Linked DNA regions of Zea mays: all the other regions are linked to region 2. A link is a contact called in public Hi-C data. All regions are on one chromosome and are shown on one strand. Each heading gives the region's core, a stretch centred on a gene start, on an enhancer-like site or on the middle of the called end of the contact. The rest is flanking DNA. Distances are from core to core; before and after follow the strand shown. Region 1 holds the start of LOC542346 (crinkly 4). Region 2 holds the start of LOC103640761 (pentatricopeptide repeat-containing protein At1g22960, mitochondrial). Region 3 holds the start of LOC100273248 (genomes uncoupled4-like protein).

Region 1 (3,160 bases), core at 131-2,630, 130 kb after region 2:
CTTTCACCTCCACCAAAAGGCAAGGGGGATATGTTGAGCACCAAAAATATCATACGAGACGGTCCGGCCCTATAGGCCGGACAGTCCGCGGTCCAAACGGTCCGCGAGGGTGACGCAGACGGTTCACGTGTGCACAGAATCAGTTAGGGTTCCAGATTTCTAGCGAGATTTGTTAGCAAAACCTGTGAGATTAACTCGATAACCAACTTGTAACGGGTCCAGACCTCCACCCTTTATATAAATGAAGGGGTACGACCGATTGAACCCCCATAATCGATCCAATCAAATCTACTTATCAATTTTACTTTATTTGTATCGTTCTTTTAGTTCCAAATACTAGGAGGAGTAATCTAGCCTTATATTTAGATCTACTTTAGTCTTCAACAACAATCTCTCTTTGACTCTACACCGATTAGAAACGCATCGGGCGACCTGCCGACCCGGAGCAACGCCTTGGAACTCTCCCCCTCGACGAGATCTCTCTCGGGGGGGAGTTTTAGGGTTCTTCGCGGAGAAGAAGACCCTCCGAAAGCGTGCAAAGAAGGATTCACTTCTGCGCCCAGGTCATGGACCGTCCGGCCTTGTGCCGCGGGCCGTTTGCACCTCCGCAGAGAGCACCGACAAGTGGTTTGTTCCAATGTTTGGCGCCCAGATCGGCGTCAACACCCATCACTATCCATGCTCCATTGAGATAAATCTCCGATGGGGATCCCTAACCTCACATAGGCCCTGTTTGGATTCCTGTGGCAAATTATCTAATTTTAGCACCTTAGCCTCCAAATAGACTTGTTAATAAATTGACTAATTGTTAGCCGGAGGGCTCGCAAACTTTTTGTCTATTAGCCATTTGACCTTGCAATATGTGCTAATAGAACGTGTAAATAGAAAAAAACATCTATTAGCCAAGACTCTAAACATACACTGGATAATTATTGCTAGCTAATTATCTGGTGACTAATTGTTAGCCACTGACAATCAATTAGCCGCGAGGATCCAAACAGAACTTAATCATTTATTATTAATACAAAGCATTATCACATATATATATCTTATCAGATATAAAAAATTACCATGTGTATATTAAAATAATATATATTTATATAATTAGCGATTTTTGATAAAGTAATTATTTGTTTTATCATTAACTATTGTAGAAAACATTGTTACACGGTTCATATTCACGTGTATGGGGGGGGGGGGGGGGATTCCCCGTTTGTCTCCTCATAAGGAAAATTAATTTTTTATTTCTTATTCTATGATAAAAGAATTCTCTATGGAAAACGGAGGATCCGGACCCATTAACATCTCAGTCGCGGCCACCGTTGGACATGCTCTTATTGCCCAACAGCCCCGGACAGGCAGCCTTCACCCCTGCTCGCTGTGTCTTCTCCACTTCGCCCTGCGTACGCTCTCCCGTCTCACTCTCTCTCCCCCTCCACCTCGTTCGTGGCGACGACAGGGCGACCGCCGCTGCCACCGCCGCCTCTCCACTGTGTGCCCAGTGCTTTGTCCGGCCGTTCGCCGGCGACGGGCACTCACCACCAGGTACGCGCCCCGCCCCTTCACTTCTCTGCTTTTCCTGCTGCGCGAATCCGAGCACCCAAACCCTAACCTAATGCTACTCGGCAATTTATAACCGGATCTGATCTAACTGCGAGTGTACACATGTATTGTGCCTGCTAACTTCGTTTTTTATTTTGTTGTTTTTGCAAAAATTACCCCTTGTAGGTGACAAAGGAAAAGGAAGAGGGGCAGCAAATCGGTGCGCTGCTGTTCATCAAATGCTGGGGAGGAAACCAACAGATCAGGGGCCTGGTGAAATGCTGCGCAGCGAGGGTGACTGACTGGCCACTCCGCCCGCCGACCCCCGTTTCGTGCTTACTGGCATGCTCGCAGCATAAAGGTTCTCACTTTTTGACTCTTGTTTCTTTACCTATAATAAGACTGGTTCTGAGATAGTTTTTTAGTTTAGTTTAGTAGAATAGGACTCATCCGATGCCTGCTGGTCGTCTGGTGCTAACAAAAGCTAAAATACATGCAGGAATCTTCTCGGAATTAGCCCCCCTTCCTGTGGTCGTGACGGCCCCAAGTTTCAAGACATGGACCATGTGCCGGCTCTAGTTCTTGCCGGGTGCTGCTTCCTGGCCCTGCTGCCTGGCTGGGCCTGTGGCCTTGGCTCCATGTCGTCCATTGCGGTGTCCTATGGGGAGGATGGTCCGGTGTTCTGTGGCCTCAACTCCGACGGCTCCCACCTCGTCGCCTGCTTCGGTGCTGATGCATCTGTCCTGTACGGCGCACCACCCAACATCCCTTTCCTTGGCCTCACGGCAGGGGATGGGTTCGTGTGTGGCCTCCTGCTCGACACCAGGCAGCCATACTGCTGGGGTAGCAACTCCTATGTCAAGAGCGGGGTGCCACAGCCGATGGTTGAGGGCGCAAGGTACTCTGAGCTCAGTGCGGGGGACAACCACCTCTGCGCACTGAGAGCTGCTCAAGATGGGGGTCGTGGTTCCAGTGCTGCTACATCGCTGATTGACTGCTGGGGATACAATATGACCGCCACACATGCTGTTGATGAAGCCGTGTCGACTGTTTCAGCTGGTTCGGTGTTCAATTGTGGCTTGTTTGCTCGGAACAGGACGGTGTTCTGCTGGGGCGACGAGACGGTGAGTGGTGTCGTTGGGCTGGCACCGAGGGATCTGCACTTTCAGTCTATAGGCGCGGGCGGTTACCATGTCTGTGGGGTGTTGGAGAATGCACAGGTGTTCTGCTGGGGCAGGAGCTTGGAGATGCAGCAGGTGGTGCCATCCAGTGCTATCGGTGATGGTGATGTGAACATAGTGCCGATGGATGCAATGAGCACTGTGGTTGGCGGGCGGTTCCATGCTTGTGGCATCAGGAGCCTTGACCACCAAGTGGCTTGCTGGGGCTTCACTCTTCATAACAGTACATCGCCACCAAAAGGGCTGAAGATGTATGCTCTTGTGGCTGGGGATTACTTCACTTGTGGAGTGCCTGCTGAGACTTCGCTGATGCCGAGGTGCTGGGGCAACAGTGGGCCATTGGCATTACCCATGGCCGTACCTCCTGGGATTTGTGTACCTACTGCATGCAGCCATGGGTACTATGAATATGTGAACCATGGTGAAGTTGGCAGCAT
Region 2 (3,189 bases), core at 558-3,057:
CCTTTGCTCAGCATCTCATCAAAGAACTCTCTTGTCATAGCAAGGCTACACACATTATGTGAACCCTTCATGAGAATTGTATAGGTATAAACATCAGGCAAACAACCCTGCTCTACCATTTCCTCTTTCAATCTCCTGGCTTCCTCTAAATCACCTAATCTACAATAACCATCTATAAGAATGTTATATGTCAAAACTGTTGGTGCTAACCCTGCACGCCTCAAATCGCCAAACAACAAAAGAGCCTCTTTCTGATTACCTGCCTTACAATACCCATTTAGCAAAGAATTGTAGGTGATCACATCTGGTAGCAAGCCCATCGCCCTCATTTCCACAAACTTCGCCTGTGCAGCCTCTATCTGCCCACTTTGAAGCAGTCCATGGATCATTGCATTGTACGTCACTACTGTAGGCATAATGCCCTCATTCTCCATCTCCAGCTGCAAATCATCAACCTTTTTGACAAAGCCCCTTGCAAGCAACCCAGTGATAAGTGGGTTATAAGTGAAGGACGAAGCCTTCTTGGACAGCCGCATTTCCTCAACCAGCTCCGCGGCCTCCTCGAGATAACCTTTCCTAGCCAACCCAGCAATCACCACATTATAAGTAACATCGTTCGGCAAGCAACTGCTCCCCCGGGCCTCCATCTCCTTCAGCAGCATGTCAATCTTGTCCTTCCTTCCCTCCTTCGAGAAAGAATCCAGCAAAGTATTGTATGTGACAATACTTGGCTCAATCCCGAGCTGGAGCATCTCCGCATGCACAGCAGACATGTCGTCCCACCTGGCCGCATCACGCAATACACGGAGCACCTTGTTGCAGTCTTTAACGTCAGGGGCCACCCCGTGGCTTGCCATCTCGCGGAAGGCGGACAGGCACAACGTCGAACATGTGTCGGGCGTGGCGTCACGGGCTTTGCATTCCTTGGAGTATTTGGTGGACAAGCTTAAGAGGAGGTTCAATAGTGACAGAGGGGCGGGAGCGAGGGGGCCGGATAACAGGAGGGACACGAGGGGGAGGAGGAGGCCGAGGTGCAGGGCGCGGAGGGAGACTGGATAGGCGACCCGGATGTGGTTGGCTCGGGCGAGCGGGACGAGGACGGCGGCGAACGCGGAGGCGGAGCGGGGGAAGCCACACGGGGTGGTCTCCGCCCACCGGAACAGCTGGTGCGCAAGGCCCGGGAGGCCGCGGAGCGCGGAGTGGACGTCGCCCGTGGCGAGCACCTGGCGGAGAGGCTCCGGCGGTGGGGGGTCCGAGGCGAGGAGCGCGGCGAACGGGTTCTCCTCGTGCAGGCGCGGAGGCGGCGGAACCAGCGCCGGCAGGGAGGAGGAAGAGGAGAAGCGGATGCTGGAAACAGCTGCTACGGCGTAGGATACAGGAGCTTGTGATTTGCAGTGTGGGATGTTGAATGGCATGGATTATGATTCTGGTACCGCCCGGCGATGCCTCGCCATGAATGATGGCGCGGCAGCGGCGAGAAGGAGTCTGTGGCGACGGCTGCGACGCATCCACTAGATTCCGGCGCCCGTATGGGGTCGAGGGCGCGCGCCCCCCAGGCTGCGGCCCCCGACCTGGAGTGAAGGGCGGCCGGAGGGCGGCCTTGACTGAGATGCCCAAGAAGCAGCGGCTGAGCCGCCGTAGACGGCGATGATGCCTAGTAGGCGGCGGCGGCGGCGGCGGCTGGTGACTGGTGAGACAGAGAAGGCGCGGCGGGTTGGAAAGAGGGATCGGAGGAAACCAAGGCCACGTCCACGTTTACCAGAGCAGCGCTGGCGCTGGAGGTGCACACGACATCTGCACCGTTCATTTTGATGAATCAAGATGCGTGCAAGAATCTTGCCTTAGATTCAGTGCTCCACACACGCTGGATCGCTGACCAAATTGAAAGTTCAAATGCTAGTACTGTTCGATCGTGGTGATAATATGCAAGTACAAATAAATATACAATGAACCCAAGGATGTTTGGTGCTCGGATGTCTAAACTACAACCAAAAAGAGGCGCTCATTGCTTTCCATAAATTCAGAGAAGCTGAAAAATGATCTAGTAATGAAATAAGCACTTTCTAGATATCGTATTCAATTTAGTAGAAAAAAATGAGAGCTCAAATCTCGTCGCAACAAACTCAATGCATTTTGCATTTATACTTGCTATAAATATAGGGGTGTTTGATCCAGAAAGTGAAGTTTAATCCTTGTTACATCGAATGTTTTTAATAATAATTAGGAGTATTTAATATAATCTAACTATAAAATTAATTATACACGAGAACTAAACAACAAGATAAACTTATTGTCATGGTTTCAGAAATCGGGGGACAATAAATTTGTGTTCGGTATGGGCTGCAAGCACGGACTCAATCCGAATGGTGGATCACGGGGATTCGAGCAAGAAACTAAGACATTGGGGTTATATTGGTTCAGACTTTCATCCTAGTCCAGTGTAGTATTGATCATAGTATTGCTTTAAGACATGTTATAGCAGGTGTGCTAGTGTGCTTAGAGAAAAGAGGGTCCGTCTCTTTTATAGTTCAAGGGTTGGACCTTACAGTGGAGTCATGTGTAGCCGTACTCTTGGTATGGTGTATCGTCTCGCTCGCCCGTTGTTGACACCTCTATTGTAGTGCACAGGGGTCCCTAAGGTCAATCCCACGGAGCGGTCGTGCGTGGCGCGGTTCTGCCTGTCATCATGAGCCTGTGTCACCCTCTCGCATGAGTAGACATACACCCCGGTATGGTGTACCTGTTGCATTCTTTCGAGTATGCGGGTCACTGTAGAGACTCCGACGCTAAGGCCCTTATGACCGGGGTTGACTGGCCCCACGAGTTTGTGAGGGTATATCCGTGGGCGCACGAGGGGGTGTTTCGTCGTGTCTGCCAGAGACCTTTTGGTACTGTATGTACTGTTCGAACGTGGCTTGGTGATGTTGTGTCTTATCGCGACCGCCACGGGCTGGCAGCGTCGGCCTTTGTTCCCTCCTTGTTGATTCGTGTAACGCCCCGAATTTCGAGTTGGATTTTTTTTCTTCTTCTTTCTATATCACTCTCCAAATTCGGGTGTTACCTCTCTTTCCCTTTTTCTTTTCGCTAAAACCTCAACCGTCTTCAAAACTTTAAGTTACGTGATAATAGTAAACCTTAGGGTTAATTTCCTTGATTTGCTGCATCATGTCGAACCATGCATTTTTTTTG
Region 3 (2,938 bases), core at 270-2,769, 180 kb after region 2:
GTGGCTTTGGACTTCTCATTCGTCATTAATGAAGGGTTGATGGAGGTGGATCTACCTCTTCAAGCGCTGGTGTGGTCTTCTCCCTCTCCATAAGGGCTTGTTCGGTTATTTTCAATCCATATGGATTGTAGGGGATTGATACAGATTGAGAGAGATTTTGACTTACTAGGGATTGAAACCCCCTCAATCCCTCTCAATCCATATGAATTGGGGTAGAATCAAACAAACCCTAAGTGGTCGTAAAGGAGGTTTATTGGTTCAAACTTGTCAGGACTATCATTCTTTAATAACACATCAAGGAACAACAAAAAAACATTTACAAACAATTACTTACATTAAAACCATCGTATGTGTAAAAAACATACGTTGTATCTAGATGCCTCAATTAAAACACATAGATTGGTTTACCACAGTCATAATTAGGTACCTATAACTCAGGAGAGACGGTGCGTCCTGCCGTCCTTACAAGACACGTTCGAGTATATATCTCCATAAAAAACCATTTTATCACTTCTCACGCCACATGTCTTATATCTATCAAAACAAAGAATCATAAGGAAATAAGTCTCTTTGCCTAATACTACAACCTAAACTAAATAACTATTCAAACTAAGCATTAAAATAACAAAAATAAAACCTTTATACCAACTAAATTTAACCTACGTTAAAACTAAACATAATAATTAACAATATAACCTACTCATAAAACACATGCACCAACATATAATCATAAAATACATGCACGAACATATACACGTATAAATCGACGGTAGATACTATCTAAATAAATTGCCTGTACACCAAAATCAAAATTAATTTAACTTATATCTACCTAGAAAATTAGGTTCATAAAATATACCGAACATAAGATATTTATGTGCTATGTTTGTATAGGAAAGCGAGCCAAGCGTGTCATAAGTTGTAGAGTAGAAACATGGACTAACGATACATAGAATCAATTTCTAGCTCTTGTCCTAAGAATTTGGGATATACTTATATCTAAATTTTAGAAAATGGTAGAATGCCAAATTTCAAACGAAATAACCTATTATTTGAGTAAATTCCAATTCCTTCAAAATAAATGGATCCAAACAGTCCATTAGTGAAAATCATCTAAAATAAACCATGAACGCAGAATCAATCGAGTCGTCGTGATAGGGAAAACACATCACTTTTTAGATCCTAAACCCTATAAATCACTTTATCTTACCTTGCACATAATCCTTATGATACTCAGGTTTTTTCTAACGGTCAGATTTTCAGAAATCGTCAAGAAAAGAAGCTAAACGAAACAGACCCTATCTCCGTTGGTGTTTGGATTGTTTGCCATAGCCAGTATCCTCATCTCACCCAGAACCCACCAATCACAGCCCCACCTTCGTATTCTCGCCCAGAATGGGCCCCCTAAAAAACCACCGCCCAAAATCTCCCACAGCCATCGAGGCCAGGACTTGGCACACGACACCCACAAAGGTGGACTGTCACAAGAACACACACACACACAAAGGCAACACGACGGCCTCAATTCTCCACACCACACGACGACCACCACCCAGCTCAGCTCTCGCAGCACTAAACCCCATCCACTCGCTCCTTTATCATCGTCTCCCTCCCCTCCATTCTCAGTCTCAGGCTCTCAGCTCAGCTGCGTCCTCCTGCCACCCATGGCAAACGCTTCTCTGCAATCCTTCCTTCTCCCGCACGACCATTCTTTCGCCGGCGCCGGCGGCAGCCGTGACGGCTCCGCGTCCGCCGTGCACAAGCTCTCCACCAACACCAGCGGCAGCATTTCCTTCAGGCTCTACACCAAAACCTCCCCCTCGGTGACAGCAGCCTCAGCCACCAATTCGTCAGCTCCGACTCCAGTTGCCCCGGCATCTGCACCAGCGGCAGGGGACGAAGAAGAAGAAGAAGGCCCCTCTCTCGACCTCCTCCGCCGCCAGCTCGCCGCGGGCGACTACCGGCAGGCGGACGAGACCACGCGGGCGCTGATCATCGACCTCGCCGGCGAGCCCGCGAGGCGCCGAGGGTACGTCTTCTTCTCCGAGGTCCAGTTCATCCCGGCCGAGGACCTCGCCGCCATCGACGGGCTCTGGAAGGAGCACAGCGGCGGCAGGTTCGGGTACAGCGTGCAGCGGCGGCTCTGGGAGAAGTCGCGGCGCGACTTCACCCGCTTCTTCATCCGGGTCGGCTGGATGAGGAAGCTGGACACGGAGGTGGAGCAGTACAACTACAGGGCCTTCCCCGACGAGTTCTTGTGGGAGTTGACGGACGACACGCCCGAGGGACACCTGCCGCTCACCAACGCCCTCAGGGGCACGCAGCTCCTGGCGAACATCCTCACCCACCCGGCCTTCCAGGAGGAGGACCAGGGAGACGGAGCTGCTGCTGCAGAAGAGAGTGCAAACACCAAAGATGATAACAAAGGGAGGGAGAGACCCAGGTCCATGAGAGATTTCAAGCCTGATTATTCTTTTTGATTCAGGCTGGCGAAGGAAACCAAAAAAAAAGGGGCATGGGAGTTTGTGGTGCAGAGATGCTGGCATGGTGTAATTGATTTAAAAGATCATGTATCCGTAGTTCTGTTTGGGTTACTTTTGTCTTAAAACATGCATGGAAGCTTGTGCAATATATTACGAATATATATAATTGGTTCAGGTGTCTCAAAACATGCATGAAAGGCTCGTGGAATCGCCTGCGTGCATTTTCATTCAGCATGCAAAATCCTACCAGATACCATGCAAGGATTTGAAAGGTATTGCATCTCCTTCTGCATCCACGACGCTTCTCAAGAACCGGAGCAGATCTTTGCAGGCACTCCATTTCATTTTGCATCCATAATCCTTCCCAGAAACAGGAGGAGAGTAGGGCGTTCTTGTTGAGGAAACCCGCAACCGGTGCGTGGAGAGGTTGTTCGTCATGGGGGTGTGATGGAGAA

Evidence for each region. Hi-C and Micro-C count contacts between places; a contact is called where the count stands out from the background.
Region 1: a Hi-C map of leaf shows a contact between it and region 2, with 5 times the contacts expected there. The contact joins the promoter of LOC542346 here to the promoter of LOC103640761 in region 2. A contact is called at or near these places in 2 of 25 Hi-C or Micro-C datasets (ear and leaf).
Region 3: a contact with region 2 is called in a Hi-C map of bundle sheath, with 4 times the contacts expected there. The contact joins the promoter of LOC100273248 here to the promoter of LOC103640761 in region 2. A contact is called at or near these places in 3 of 25 Hi-C or Micro-C datasets (bundle sheath, ear and leaf).

The regions. Positions count from the first base shown.
Region 1 is chr10:5,165,518-5,168,677 of Zm-B73-REFERENCE-NAM-5.0, forward strand. It overlaps LOC542346 (crinkly 4), which reads left to right and starts at 1,381. Exons shown (of 3, transcript NM_001348726.1): 1 at 1,381-1,545; 2 at 1,729-1,903; 3 at 2,042-3,160. The coding sequence starts at 2,100.
Region 2 is chr10:5,036,520-5,039,708 of Zm-B73-REFERENCE-NAM-5.0, forward strand. LOC103640761 (pentatricopeptide repeat-containing protein At1g22960, mitochondrial) reads right to left here and starts at 1,808. Exons shown (of 2, transcript XM_008664247.3): 1 at 1-1,808. The coding sequence starts at 1,415.
Region 3 is chr10:5,216,747-5,219,684 of Zm-B73-REFERENCE-NAM-5.0, forward strand. It overlaps LOC100273248 (genomes uncoupled4-like protein), which reads left to right and starts at 1,520. Exons shown (of 1, transcript NM_001147690.1): 1 at 1,520-2,665. The coding sequence starts at 1,665. The coding sequence ends at 2,480. LOC100275960 reads right to left here. Exons shown (of 12, transcript NM_001149875.2): 12 at 2,596-2,938.